Linked DNA regions of Zea mays: region 2 is linked to region 1. A link is a contact called in public Hi-C data. All regions are on one chromosome and are shown on one strand. Each heading gives the region's core, a stretch centred on a gene start, on an enhancer-like site or on the middle of the called end of the contact. The rest is flanking DNA. Distances are from core to core; before and after follow the strand shown.

Region 1 (7,188 bases), core at 1,707-4,206:
ATCTATAGACATGCAATATAATTTACAAGCTAGCTCAAAACATATTAGTTTACATTTTAAGGGCTAGTTAAAGAACCCTATTTTTCAAAGAATTTCAATTTTCCAGAAAAAATTAGTTCATTTTTTACTTAGGAAAATAAAAATCGCTTGAAAATATAGTTCCCAAACTAGCATTCATAGAAAATTTAATTAAGAGCCAGTGTTCATCTTATAGACACATTTTAAGATTGTATAAGAATATTATGGGTGTGTTTGGTTTGGCTTTGGCTTTTGCCCCCTAAAAGCCAAAAGCCAACCCTGCTAGATCTAGGAAGCAGCTTTTTCTAAAAGCCGACTTTCTCGTAGTGCAAAACTGAAAGCACCCCTGGACCTGCTTTTAGTGGCTTTTGGATGGAACTGTGAAAACATATATCGAAGAACTTTTAACGACTTTTAGTGGTTTCCACCAAACGATTTTTAGCTTTTTAACAGCACACAGCCTACAGCAGCTTTTTCTACAGCTCACAGCCCACAGCAACTTTTTCCACAGCCACAGCCCAACCAAACAGACCCTATATGGAGTTACTTATATTACGAGTTACTCCTATATGCTAAAAATAGTATCATTAAGGAGATTATTTTAGAGCCAGTAGCTTCGTAATAGTGCGGGTGCCCGTATACAGTGCGAGTAGAGTTCATCATGAGCGTAGCAGATGGCAATTAATAGAGCATGATCGTTGCAAAAAAAATTGGTCAAGGAAACCAATGTATGACATGCGGGGCATATTGTACTAACAAAGTGCGGCGGGTTGCCCTAAATTGCGGTAAGCAACGAAACAGTTATATGAGAAACTGTGACGTGATGAAAAGGCTCGTTTGTTTTTAACACCGGACAGCGAAATTTGAACCACTATTGATATCGCCGAGGACAGCTAAGTGTGCGTTTGGTTAAATGAACAAAGAGAGACGGAACAAGACGGTCACAGTTTTAGTCATGTTTGGATGAGGGTCAAGCAGGAGCGAGTTGAACTCTAGACCATTTTTCGGTGGCGGCGCCGTCCCAAAAAACGAGCGGATGAAGTCGCCCCCACCCCTGTCGCGGTGCTGAAAAAAACGTGTTGCCTCCCAATAAGTGACAAAACCACCATCCAAACAAAAACTAGGTTGATTCCATCCAAGTTTATCACTTCAACCAAACAAAAACAGTAGTGACTCTTAAGGATGACCCTGCCTCTAAATTAGGGATGACCCTATCCTATTCTATTTTGACTCCAAACCAAACACAACCTAAGAGACTATATAATACAATTATAAGACTCGCCTTAAAAATATCTACCTAACTATTAACTAATTTACTAAAAATATCTAATAGTTGAACTATTAGCTAACAAATAGCTAACAAATGCATGTTAGTAGAATTAGCTAGCTAACAAATAGCTACCTAACTATTAACTAATTTACTAAAAATATATAATAGTTGAACTATTAGCTAGGATGTTTGGATGTCTCAACTAATTTTAGCCACTAACTATTAGTTTTAGTGCATTCAAACACCTATTAAGACTTTAAATTATAAACGCAGATAAGATACAATATGTATGGGGAGTCGTAAAAAGACGATCTCTTATAATTTTTTCACTTAGTCTCTTAGAGATATCTCAAGACACCAGCCAAGAGATGAAACGAGTGTGTGTTTGGTTGTCCTGACGGTTCAGTAGTCCAGCCTATTTGGTTGGTTGCTTGCGGTATCCATCATGTAGGAGCGGATGCAATTGTATAGATTGATGCAAACCGATGTAATAATATGTTCAAATTGAGCTTCACTCCAGAGATTGACTCGCTGGATGCAGGACGAAGGTTGCGGACCACACGTCACAGTACATATATGTTGCATCAGGCAACATGCATGTTGTATCTGCTGATTCAGGAAACTAAACGTCATTTTTAGTTTTTTCCCATGCAATTTCACCAAATACTCTTTTTCCTAAAATACAGTTTCACTCGACATCTCGGATTTTTTTAAAGGGATTCTCTATAAAGAGGTTGAACGTCTTAAAAAATTCACTTTCCGTCATTCTCTTATTAAATTCCTACGTTTTTTGGTGTATTTCATGTGAATGTTTAATCTTACCGTTTTTATGTTTCCTTAATTCCATACAATTCAAATTGTTAAGACATTTTACACGGGAGGGCTAGTTTGGGAACCCTATTTTACCAAACCATTTCCATTTTCCCAATGAAATTAATTTTATTTTTCCTTGGGAAAATAGGATTCCCTTGTGAAATGGAGTTCTCCAACTAGCCATAAGGCCTCCTTTGGAATGGATGATTAGTAAAATATAAGGATAGAAAAAAAATATAGAGATAGAGTTGCATGACACCTTCAATTCCATAGGAAAATTTCTAGGAGGTTGGATCTCATGCTAAAAATCCTCCAAAATCTCACTATAATGCTCCATTCCATATAAATTTTATGGGATTTGTAGCAACTCAATCATTTGCTCCAAAGGATCACATAGGAAAACTTTCTATAGAATTTCAACCCTTCAAAATTTCTTTATTTTTCCTTTGTTCCAAAGAAGGCCTAAATGTTTTTTCTTCTTCTTCTAATTTTATGTCTACAGAATCCTATATTCCAAATAGGCCCTCGGCGCCTTGAGACACATGGATAGATCGTAAACCTAGCTTTCTGCAGACAGTGGGCAGCTGACTACGAGAGAGAGTGGGAGGAAGAGAGAGAGAGACTGTGAGAGAGAGAGAGAGAGAGAGAGCATGATTAGAATCTACTGCCAGTGAACAGCAGAGCACTGGTACAAGCATGGTGGCGCTGGGCGCCTGGGCCCAATTCCGCGCGACCGTCCACGACGGAGTTCCACCGTGCCGGGCACCCACCCACATCCACATGCGTGCGCCTGGCCCTGCCTGCATGTGCTCGCGTCGCAGGGCTACTATCTGCTGTCTACGTCTACGGTCTAGCTACCACCGCGCGCAACAGCAACACCAACACCTCGCGAGAGCGAGCCTGCCTAGCTACCCACTGTAGCTGTCCCTACACAGCGCCCCTCGCGACAAGCAGCTCGAGCTTGGGACGGACGAGAGATTGCAGGCAGGCAGACCCACTCGGTCGGCCTTGCTCCTCCACTGCGCTTGCGCTGCATGCACTGCTGGCTCGTCTGCTCCGGGTTTTCGGGCGCGAAATACCACTCACCCCGTCAGGCACAGGTCGTCGTCACCCCCCCTGGAAGCTCTGCCCCTGCGACCGCCGAGCGGACGTACGCGGCCGGGATCCTCTCAGAGATCACCCTTGGTTCCTTCACCTAGAGCCAGCCACCTGCATGTCGAAGCCTTAAGTGATTTTATATTACTATTAAACCGTCAAACCAAATTTTCAAATAAAAAGAGAAAAAGAAGCATGTCGACAGAATCCGTAGTCGTTTTTTAAATAGTGTCGGCGTGTTTTATAATTAAGAGTTAAATGCATCGGTGACCCACCCTAGCCTCTAAAGGAATGTTAATTACATAGGTCTACAAAATTTAAAAATATAGTTTTAAATCCTTGAAGTTATTAAATGATGTACCGCACATCCCTAAATTTATAAAAAATAATGCATCGCATGTCTATTTTTGATCGTACGGAACACTGTAGCATACCACTTAACAAGTTTAACCACCTAGAAATATATTTCAAAGTTCGTGGATCTAAGTCTCATCCCTTGATAAAAACGCCTCCTGTTACATAGATAGAAAACTCGTGTTTATCTTGAGAAGTCATCAACTATAACAAATCCATAACTATGCAAGTGCTCAATTCTAGTGTTCAACAATATCATTCTGTTGATGTACATACGGAGAGAAAAAAAACTAATACTCGATACCCAAAGAAGCACAAAAGGTTTCAAAGCGAGTATTCTTGAATTATGTGTCGTTGTCACTGCGAATCGCTCTCATGTCATTTTTGGGAAACTCATTATGCAACCGAAGAATCAACTCTCGAGCATGAGTGAAAGCCTCATCCTTCGCCTCCATGAAGAACTGAAAGTCGCCTAGAGGGGGGGTGAATAGGGCGAAACTGAAATTCTCAAAAATAATCACAACCACAAGCCGGGTTAGCGTTAGAAATATAAACGAGTCCGCGAGAGAGGGAGCAAAACAAATCGCAAGCAAATGAAGAGTGTGACACGCGGATTTGTTTTACCGAGGTTCGGTTTTTTGCAAACCTACTCCCCGTTGAGGAGGCCACAAAGGCCGGGTCTCTTTCAACCCTTCCCTCTCTCAATCGGTCCCTCGGACCGAGTGAGCTTCTCTTCTCAAATCACTTGGGAATCAAACTTCCCGCAAGGGCCACCACACAATTGGTGCCTCTTGCCTCAATTACAAGTGAGTGTTTGATTACAAAAAGGAATCAAGAAAGAAGGAAGCAATCCAAGCGCAAGAGCTCGAAAGAACACAAGCAAATCTCTCTCACTAGTCACTAGGGCGTTGTGTGGAATATGGAGAGGATTTGATCTCTTTGGTGTGTCTAGAATTGAATGCTAGAGCTCTTGTAGTAGTTGGGAAGTAGAGAACTTGGATACACATTAATGGTGGGGTGGTTGGGGTATTTATAGCCCCAACCACCAAACTTGACCGTTGGCTGGGCTGTCTGTTCGATGGCGCACCGGACAGTTTGGTGCACACCGGACAGTCCGGTGCCCCCGCCACGTCACCAGTGCCGTTGGAAATCGACCGTTGGAGTTCTGACTTCTGGGCCCGCCTTGATGTCCGGTGGCGCACCGGACATGTACTGTAGAGTGTCCGGTGCGCCAGCGTGGGCGTGCCTGACCTCTGCGCGCGCTGGCGCGCAATAAATGCGCTGCAGGTAGCCGTTGGCGCCTGAAGTAGCTGTTGCTCCGCAGATGCACCGAACAGTCCGGTGCACACCGGACAGTCCGGTGAATTATAGCGGAGCGGCTGGAATGAAAATCCGAGGCTGGCGAGTTCCTGGGGCCGCCCTTCCTTGGAGCACCGGACATGTCCGGTGCACACCGGACAGTCCGGTGAATTATAGCGGAGTGGCCTCTGGAAATTCCCGAAGGTGACGAGTTTGAAACCTGAGTCCTCTGGTGCACCGGACATGTCCGGTGGCACACCGGACAGTCCGGTGCGCCAGACCAGAGGAGCCTTCGGTTGCTCCTTTGCATTTTTGTTGAACCCAACACTTGGTCTTTCTATTGGCTAAGTGTGAACCTTTGACACCTGTATAACTTATACACTAGAGCAAACTAGTTAGTCCAAAGATTTGTGTTGGGCAATTCAACCACCAAAATTATTTAGGAACTAGGTGTAAGCCTAATTCCCTTTCAATCTCCCCCTTTTTGGTGATTGATGCCAACACAAACCAAAGCAAATATAGAAGTGCATAATTGAACTAGTTTGCATAATGTAAGTGTAAAGATTGCTTGGAATTGAGCCAATATAACTACTTACAAGATATGCATGGATTGTTTCTTTCTTATTTAACATTTTGGACCACGCTTGCACCACATGTTTTGTTTTTGCAAACTCTTTTGTAAATCCTTTTCAAAGTTCTTTTGCAAATGGTCAAAGGTAAATGAATAGGATTTTGCAAAGCATTTTCAAGATTTGAAATTTTCTCTCCCTGTTTCAAATGCTTTTCCTTTGACTAAACAAAACTCCCCCTAAAGGAGATCCTCCTCTTAGTGTTCAAGAGGGTTTTGATAAATCATTTTTGAAATACTACTTTCTCCCTCTTTTGAACACAATAGGATACCAATTGATAAATACTCTTGGAAAACAAGTTTTTGAAATTGGTGGTGGTGCGGTCCTTTTGCTTTGGGCTCATATTCTCTCCCCCTTTGGCATGAATCGCCAAAAACGGAATTATTAGAGCCCTCGAAGTAATGTCTTCCTCTTTGGTCATAAACAAATGAGTTAAGATTATACCAAAGATGAAGTCCTTTTGTTCTCTCCCCCAAAGATGGAGAGTGGCTTGGAGCGACGGCGAAGGATGGGTTGCGGAGTGGAAGCCTTTGTCTTCGCCTAAAACTCCAATTCCCTTTCAATATACCTATGACTTGATTTGAAATAGACTTGGAAACACATTAGTCATAGCATATAAAAGAGATATGATCAAAGGTATATAAATGAGCTATGTGTGCAATCTAACAAAAGAAGTTGCGGGAATCAAGAATATTGAGCTCATGCCTAAGTTTGGTAAAAGTTTGTTCATCAAGAGGCTTGGTAAAGATATCGGCTAATTGATCTTTAGTGTTAATGTAAGAAATCTCGATATCCCCCTTTTGTTGGTGATCCCTAAGAAAATGATACCGAATGGCTATGTGCTTAGTGCGGCTATGCTCGAGAGGATTGTCGACCATTTTGATTGCACTCTCATTATCACATAGCAAAGGAACTTTGGTTAATTTGTAACCGTAGTCCCGCAGGGTTTGCCTCATCCAAAGTAATTGCGCGCAACAATGACCTGCGGCAATGTACTCGGCTTCGGCGGTTGAAAGAGCGACCGAATTTTGCTTCTTTGAAGCCCAAGACACCAAGGATCTCCCCAAGAACTGGCAAGTCCCTGATGTGCTCTTCCTGTTAATCTTACACCCCGCCCAATCGGCATCCGAATAACCAATTAAATCAAATGTGGATCCCCGAGGGTACCAAAGCCCAAACTTAGGAGTATAAGCCAAATATCTCAAGATTCGTTTTACGGCCGTAAGGTGGGATTCCTTAGGGTCGGATTGGAATCTTGCACACATGCAAACGGAAAGCATAATGTCCGGTCGAGATGCACATAAATAAAGCAATGAACCAATCATCGACCGGTATACCTTTTGATCCACGGACTTACCTCCCGTGTCGAGGTCGAGATGCCCATTTGTTCCCATGGGAGTCTTGATGGGCTTGGCATCCTTCATTCCAAACTTGGTTAGAATGTCTTGAGTGTATTTTGTTTGACAAATGAAGGTGCCCTCTTGGAGTTGCTTGACTTGAAATCCTAGAAAATACTTCAACTCCCCCATCATAGACATCTCGAATTTTTGTGTCATGATCCTACTAAATTCCTCACATGTAGATTCGTTAGTAGACCCAAATATAATATCATCAACATAAATTTGGCATACAAACAAATCATTGTCAAGAGTTTTAGTGAATAGAGTAGGATCGGCCTTGCCGACTTTGAAGCCATTAGCGATAAGGAAA
Region 2 (7,188 bases), core at 1,368-3,867, 130 kb before region 1:
ATCTCATCCAATCCATATGTATTGAGAATAACCGAACAATTCCTAAACGTGTTTATATAATATATTTGTTCAGGACAAACTAATCATCCTCTGAAGTTTCTTTGCGCATGCTGTCAGCAGTTAGATTGTACAATTCAGGACTCTTGTTTTGGGTCAAGTGAACCACTCCCTTCTGCCTCCGCTCTAGCAGCCATGAAAGGTTGAACAGATGATCGTAGGCTTTCTGGTCCTTCTGCAGCAATTCTCTTACACAATGCATCGCAGTTGCTTATGACTTCAGTTAACCTGCCCTTTGACTCACCAACTTCGATCTGCAGCGGATGCACTGTAATATCGAAGGGGGGAATGTCAGCATGTAATTTGGGCACTCCCGTGATATTCTAAACCACGGAACAGGTATCAATAGCTGCTATCACGGAACAGGTAGTAATAGCAACACAAGCTGACATCGCTAGTTGTGCTCGCTTGCCTCAATTAGACTAGAGCCAAAATACCTAACAATGCGATGGATGGCTTCCTTACATATACAGATGACGACCTACTTACGAAATAAAATTACATCATTACCTTCAGCAAGATTGTGGGAGGTGGATCTCATGTAAGTAAGACAATAATTGAACCGCTGGAGAAGTTTAACTGCCAATGCATCAGCTGTTTCTATCTTGTTTTCTATCTCCTCCTGCACCAAGACGTTCCATGTTGGATCTGCTTATCATAAACCAGCCACAACAAACAAAAATGAAGTAGTTGCCAAGCTATTGCGGTGGCAGTGTTAAGTCTCCTAAGTCAGATTGTAGAGACATGTTCTGTAAGCATCCAAATACCGCTTGCATGTTTACCTCGAACATTTAGAATTTATTAGTTAATTTCTCCTTCATACTTTATGCAGAGCTGCATAACTAATATAAACACTGCAGTTCAACAATGACATGAATATGCTAGGACCAATATCGGTTATAACAATGAAACTAATGCCCTGTTTGGTTCCCTGGAATTGAGAGGAATTCAAAAGTAATCTAATAATAATAATATGAGAAGCACTTTCTAGATATTTGTTTCAATTCATGGGATCCAAACAGGCAGTAAAAGGAAACTCAGAAAAAGTGACAACTATTCATATAAGTGAATATCAAATCTTCTCCTTGAGAATTCATGCAAGTAAACTCAGAATTCAATGTCTAGACTGAAAGAGCAACTGTTTTTTGCCCATCAAGTTGATATTTACTACTACAAAAACCAGTTTCACATTAATTCACAAGATCATGTTTATATGGTGGTGAAGAGCAGGCCTAGCGCAATGGTAAGCGCTGTCTCACTAAGTCATCAGGTCACAGGTTGGAAACAGCCTAAAAACCAGTTTCACATTAATTCACAAGATCATGTTTATATGGTGACGAAGGCCTGCCTAGTGCAACGGGGAGAACTGTGTCACCAGGTCAGGTTTCTAAGCAGCTTCTCCACATTTGTGGAGGGAAGGGTTGCCTCAGTTTACCACTTTACCCTATCACCAGACGCCTTATATGAGAGGCTCCAGTACTGGGTCTGTCTTTTTATTTTGTATCGTGTCTATATGATGACAAACATAACAAGCAACACAGTTGCACAGAACACATAGAACAAAAGGCCTTTGGTAACTGAGACTCTGATTTATTTATATTATTCGCCTTGCTGTCAAGGTCAAATATCAACAGAGAATAACTGCAAACAAATGAAGCGATGTGCTTTATATTGACAACAATATGATAGCATACTGTAGGGCTTAAACTAGTGACTCGAACCACAATGCCATATCCTGATTGAGTCCCCTCAATAAGCAATAACTGAAAGAGAGAACTCTTACAACAATTCCCACCTACCTGTTTTCGGCTAATTTTCTTGGCATTCTCTTCTTGCCATTCGCGGTACATGGCGAAAAGCTCAGCTAGGACATTTGGGTTCAGATTTCCTACAAATAAATTAGCGTGACATTGTAAGCTTCAACAACAATAATGGAAATGCAACAATGCTTGATGCAAATTATTTCGAGTACAGCGTGCTTCCAATTAGTCAATTATATACCCAAACACTACTATGTAAAATCTCGCCTGCACAGTAACATACAAACTAACCAAAATAGCGTCCTGGCTGGCAGCCACTCACCAGAGGTGGCTGAGGAGTTAGAGGGCTTCCCGACGAGGATATCCGTGAGGCTGCTCTCTGCTTCCGCTTCAGATTGGGAGCTCAATAGCGGAGGAGCCTACAAATCCTCAACATCGTAACACCAGTCAGAAGCGTTAATATCAGGCCTTACTATAGTGAGATATCAGGAGACGAGAGTTCAGGACTTACTATGGTGAGAGACCGGATACGGCGGACGAGGGGATCGGCGTCGGCGTCGTCGCGCCGGCCCTCGGACACCGTCGTGATCTCATCCGCCCACTGAGGCCGCGGCTGCTGAAGCTGCTGCCTAGATAGGAGAGATTCGGACGCCCCCATGAGACGGAGCTCTAGCGCAGTCGGGGATAGACGGAGGACGGCGGCGGGGAACCGCCGGAGCTGCCCGGGTGCGGCCGCCGGACTAGGATGCAGGCGAGAGGCAAACGGTTCTACTGGCAAGTGGCAGCCTATTAAGTTGGGCCTTTTAGCTTGGACAATGGTGTCGATTGAGTTAGGCCGAAAAGTTAACTTACCGGGCCAAACCAAATGTCTCGTCTCAGATCTAGCCCAAACTTGTTGCCATGGATACATTGCGAAAGGAAGAAATTCATTCTGCTTTCTTTAGCTATCGCGAAGGTAACTGATCTCTCATCTCTGGACACTTGACCTACGATTTGTAGGGGAAAAATGACAGCCATATAACAATATCACCAGTTCACCGTCCGCCCCGCCATTAAAATAGCTATGTAATAAATAAAGTAACGAGTGATACGATATGTTCATATATTATCGCTATCTGACCCAAGACAGACCAAAAAAATGAACTCGGCTTGGGCCTGTTCGGTTGTCCAGAATTGGACCTAGAATTATTCCACCGGATAAAATCTTATATAAAATAGGTAAACAATCCAGTCACGAATAGTTCCAAGCCATCATTCCTGAGCAACCGAACAACCCTTAGGCCTTGTTCGTTTCTGCCGGATTGGTGGATCGGAACGATTCCTGACCGGATTGCTTCTCTAATTTATATAAATTTTGATTAGCTGGAACGATTCCGGGTGCAATCCGACGGAAACGAACAAGGCCTTAGGCTGGATCCAATACACCTGGCTATTGTTTTACCATCTGAAACGTCACTATCATCCACACTATCGATCATCGTCGGTCTTCATTTATTAAAATGTACAGTCTTTATTGTTAACCTAAAGTCATCTCAATTTTTATTTTAAAGATTGTTATGTAAAATGAAACATGGTATTTTATTTAGAAAAAATCATCTAATCACATAATTAAGAAAAAATACATAATTCGATAAAAAATAAACATAAAAAATAAAAATTACATAGTTCATAAAAAAGTGATACAATATTATTGCTCATTATTATTGTCTTCCTCCATATCTTCTGTATTTTCTTTCTCATGTAATTTTAATTGCTTGATCAATACACAATAATTTCACCAGTGTAGGATGGGATTTCTTTGTACCTATACACAATAAATTCATTAATAATTCATGTTGCATGTGTCCTAAATTTCAAATGCATTAAGGATTTCCTAGTCTTACTACCTTCTTCCTTGATACATATGGCTTATTATTGCATAAGGGTAGTTTGGCTAGTGCTTAATTTAATTATACTTGATCTATACCTGATTAATGGTTTAGTGCACAGATGTAAAAGGTGATTTTTAGACGCACAGAATCAGAGACTAGAGCATGTCTTTTCTTATGATGCTCTAAATTCCTCTCTCCAACGACTCATCTGTAAGCAAAATTTGGGACTTATAGTGAAGCCGAGTGCTTATTATAGCTCTGGGTTTAGTCAAGTATAGAGACCTTGTCTAATATTCTAGTGGATGAATAGTACAACATCTAGCTTATGTGTATAGCTAGGAGGTGATATGTTTTGAATAAAGGGTATTGTGGCATTTGAAAGGTGTTCGTATAAGCTAGCAATTTACTAGATAAATTTCTGAAAAACTAAATAGTTAAACCTAACATACACCTTGGAAGTGTATAATGAGAGTATTTAAGCCTATCATAAGGTAATTCATGACTCTCGCTATAAAGTGTGAAAATTATATACCAGTCATGCCCATGGTTACGAGTGGCTCAAAAAACCCATATATTGATCATGTGGTTTCTACTTGGGTCAATCATAACTAAACACAATATATTGTTAAAAGTTTGACTTATTAAAATGCTCATGCAGCAAGCCATTATCTATCGGTCTTCAACATCTCTTGTTAATGTGTTGCTTGGGGTGTTGATCATCTAGATCAACCTTTTGCCTTAGTTCATGTATAATTATGCATCATTTGAACTATACCTCAAAGCATAGCAAATAATGCTAGTCCAAATGGTTATGTTGAGCATGAAACACCAAAACAATACTTTAAATAGGCCACGATCCATTTTTCTTATAGAGCCAACTTAGGTGCATGTTGTGGCACTTGGGCCATCAATCTCTCCATACCAATGACGATATAACCAAGATGAGGATAGCTAGGGACAATGTGATTAAGCAAGAAGAATGGCAATGATAATACGAAGACAAAGACCAGGAGAGGAGAGGGGATAGTAAGGATAAAAGGGTAGATGTGTGACACAAGGTGGGACTTAGGGTCCCTCTGGTACATGAAAAAAATTGTACTCTCTCCGTCTAATTTTATAATTCGTTTGACTTTTTTACACCAATTTTTTTGCCTCGTCTTATCCATTTTTTAAAAAATATAAAATTTTTAAAGTCATACTTAAAGTATACTATTATATATTAAATGATATTACAGTAAAATTTAATAATAACTATAAAAAAATTTAAGTAAGACAAGTCGGTCAAATTCATGGTAAAAAAGTCAAACAAATTATAAATTGGAACGGATGGAGCATTTCATAGTAGCACCATGTATATATAGCGTATTGCACATGTTTTGTCACTTTATCTCTCATTTTTCGCACCCTTAAAAAACCACAGCGAGTTAAGTTTAGATACTAGAAAATGGCAATTGATAAATTAGAGATCCAGATAACAATGACAGCTAAGTTTAGTGACCCCAAAATAGCACTTTAAGTTAGGGACTAGAATGATATCCCTTGCCAATGCAAGTTCAAAGATGGTCGTAAATACTACATATAGGATGTTTGCTAACTATCAAGTCTTCTCACGGTCGTTATAATTGGTGGAATGCTCTAATTTGTAGTGCATAGTATCACCTAAACATTAGGTCCCTTTGAAACGCGAGAAAATTTTCAATCTCCTATGTTTGTTCTATGGGTCTTGTTTGGAACCTCTAAAACTAATAGTTAGCAATTAAAATTAGTTTTAGATCTTCAAACACCTCCAACTAAGAGCAACTTCAGTAGTTCTCTAAAATACTCTCTAAATCAATAATTTGACTAGTTGTTCTAAAAACTTCTATCCAACAGATCTAAATAAACATTCTAAATTTAGATACTTCTCATCTAACCCCATTTTCTTCCTAGATCTAGCAACTTTTTATCAACTCCTGAAACAACAAAAAAATAACACAATGTTTTATTGCGACGTGTTTATGTGAGATGATCACGCTTGACATTAGATAAAATGTAAATAAAGGATACTTCAGAGCAAATCGATCGCCTCATGTGCATAGATTCAGCGAGATTCATATGCTAGGTCTTCTGCTGCCGACGATAGAAGGAACTAGTCAGTCGAATGTTTTTATTACAGATCCAATCAAATTACAGATAGAAAATAGGTCCACTTTTTTTGACGTGAATAGAATCAAAACCAAACTACAACCTACTCCCTCCGATGTCCTATTTTTTGTTGTATTGAACAAGGTTTGAGTCAAATTTATAAAATTTGAAATTCAAATAATTATTTTATTACGTAGCTTTGAAATATAATATTTATATACACCGATTTGTCTTAACAAGTACTCTTATAAAAGTATAAATACATTAAAAGTTTATTTATATTTAATAAAAACATTAGTTAAATTTATATTTTGGAGACCGTGTCGCTGTCCTATACGGTAGCTAATAGTACACCGGATGGAGTATATTTAGAGAGCTATTGGATAACTCATATTTTTTACTCCCAAAGATCTTTATCAACTTGCTAAATATATGATTTAGAGAACTACTACATAACTATTGGAGCGCTATCTCACAACTAATAATTAGTTCATTAGTTTGGACCCAACTAATAATTTGTTAGTTGGTTAACTATTAGCTCTAGAGGTTCTAAACAAGATCTAAAACTTATTCCTACAAAAAAAATATTATATGCTTATCCTAAAGTTTCTGCGTTCTAAATGGGACCTCACCTAATCTTATACTAGCTGTTCAATGGTTATCTATTTATCAGTTTTTAAGATCAATATTTGCAGTGCCGTAGCGCATCTATACATCAGCTTGTAAAGGTAGCATATTATTATTCTTGCACATGTACATATACATCATATGACAGTATATTACACTACGGATGTCGTGGAGATTGTATAGCTTCCAAGAGGATAGAACTTTAGGGGACACATTAGCAAACGTGAGGTGTAAGGACAAAGCGTCATGTCAAAATAATCCGCTTAGATTCTTCAGCATCATCATGTCCCCCTCCCAGCTTTATTCCCGTCCCTTCCGATTCCCATCGCCATACACGATACATCCCATCCTCATCCGGTATCCTATACCTTTGCTGCGCGCGCGCCGCGGCCTATGTAACGTAGTACTGCGTACATCCACATTATTCGACGTCTTGCTTTTTGTTTGCTCTTTAAAGATCGACACGATCCACGGCCGCATCGGATGCACATCTGATCGATATGCATTAAGCAACACGTACTGGTGGGAGAGGAGCACTCCACTTAATCCACGAGCTAGCTAGGATACGATATCCCTGTATTCGATTTTTTTTGTTTTATTTGTATCTATATATCTATAACTAATATTAAAACGATAATTGTGATTATATATGCTTCAGTCTTGCAACGGTCGTTTACCCCAATCCAAGGTCGTTCCTGAGTTTGGAGGGGCCCGGGGCAACATTATAAATAAGGTCCCAATATTATAAG

The links. Hi-C and Micro-C count contacts between places; a contact is called where the count stands out from the background.
Region 2: a contact with region 1 is called in a Hi-C map of tassel, with 2.4 times the contacts expected there. The contact joins the promoter of LOC100501429 here to the enhancer-like site in region 1. A contact is called at or near these places in 3 of 25 Hi-C or Micro-C datasets (endosperm, leaf and tassel).

What each region holds. Positions count from the first base shown.
Region 1 is chr1:277,938,834-277,946,021 of Zm-B73-REFERENCE-NAM-5.0, reverse strand. No RefSeq gene overlaps it. Among protein-coding and RNA genes, the nearest start is that of LOC542391, 93 kb to the right of the region's middle. Within about 2 kb of position 2,956, at least 13 of the 20 cell types and tissues checked have an H3K27ac peak or open chromatin away from gene starts, as enhancers often do. A contact at or near this core is called in tassel, where this site is marked.
Region 2 is chr1:278,064,530-278,071,717 of Zm-B73-REFERENCE-NAM-5.0, reverse strand. LOC100501429 reads right to left here and starts at 2,617. Exons shown (of 5, transcript XM_008667120.3): 1 at 2,329-2,617; 2 at 2,140-2,236; 3 at 1,857-1,945; 4 at 568-679; 5 at 1-325. The coding sequence starts at 2,475. The coding sequence ends at 135.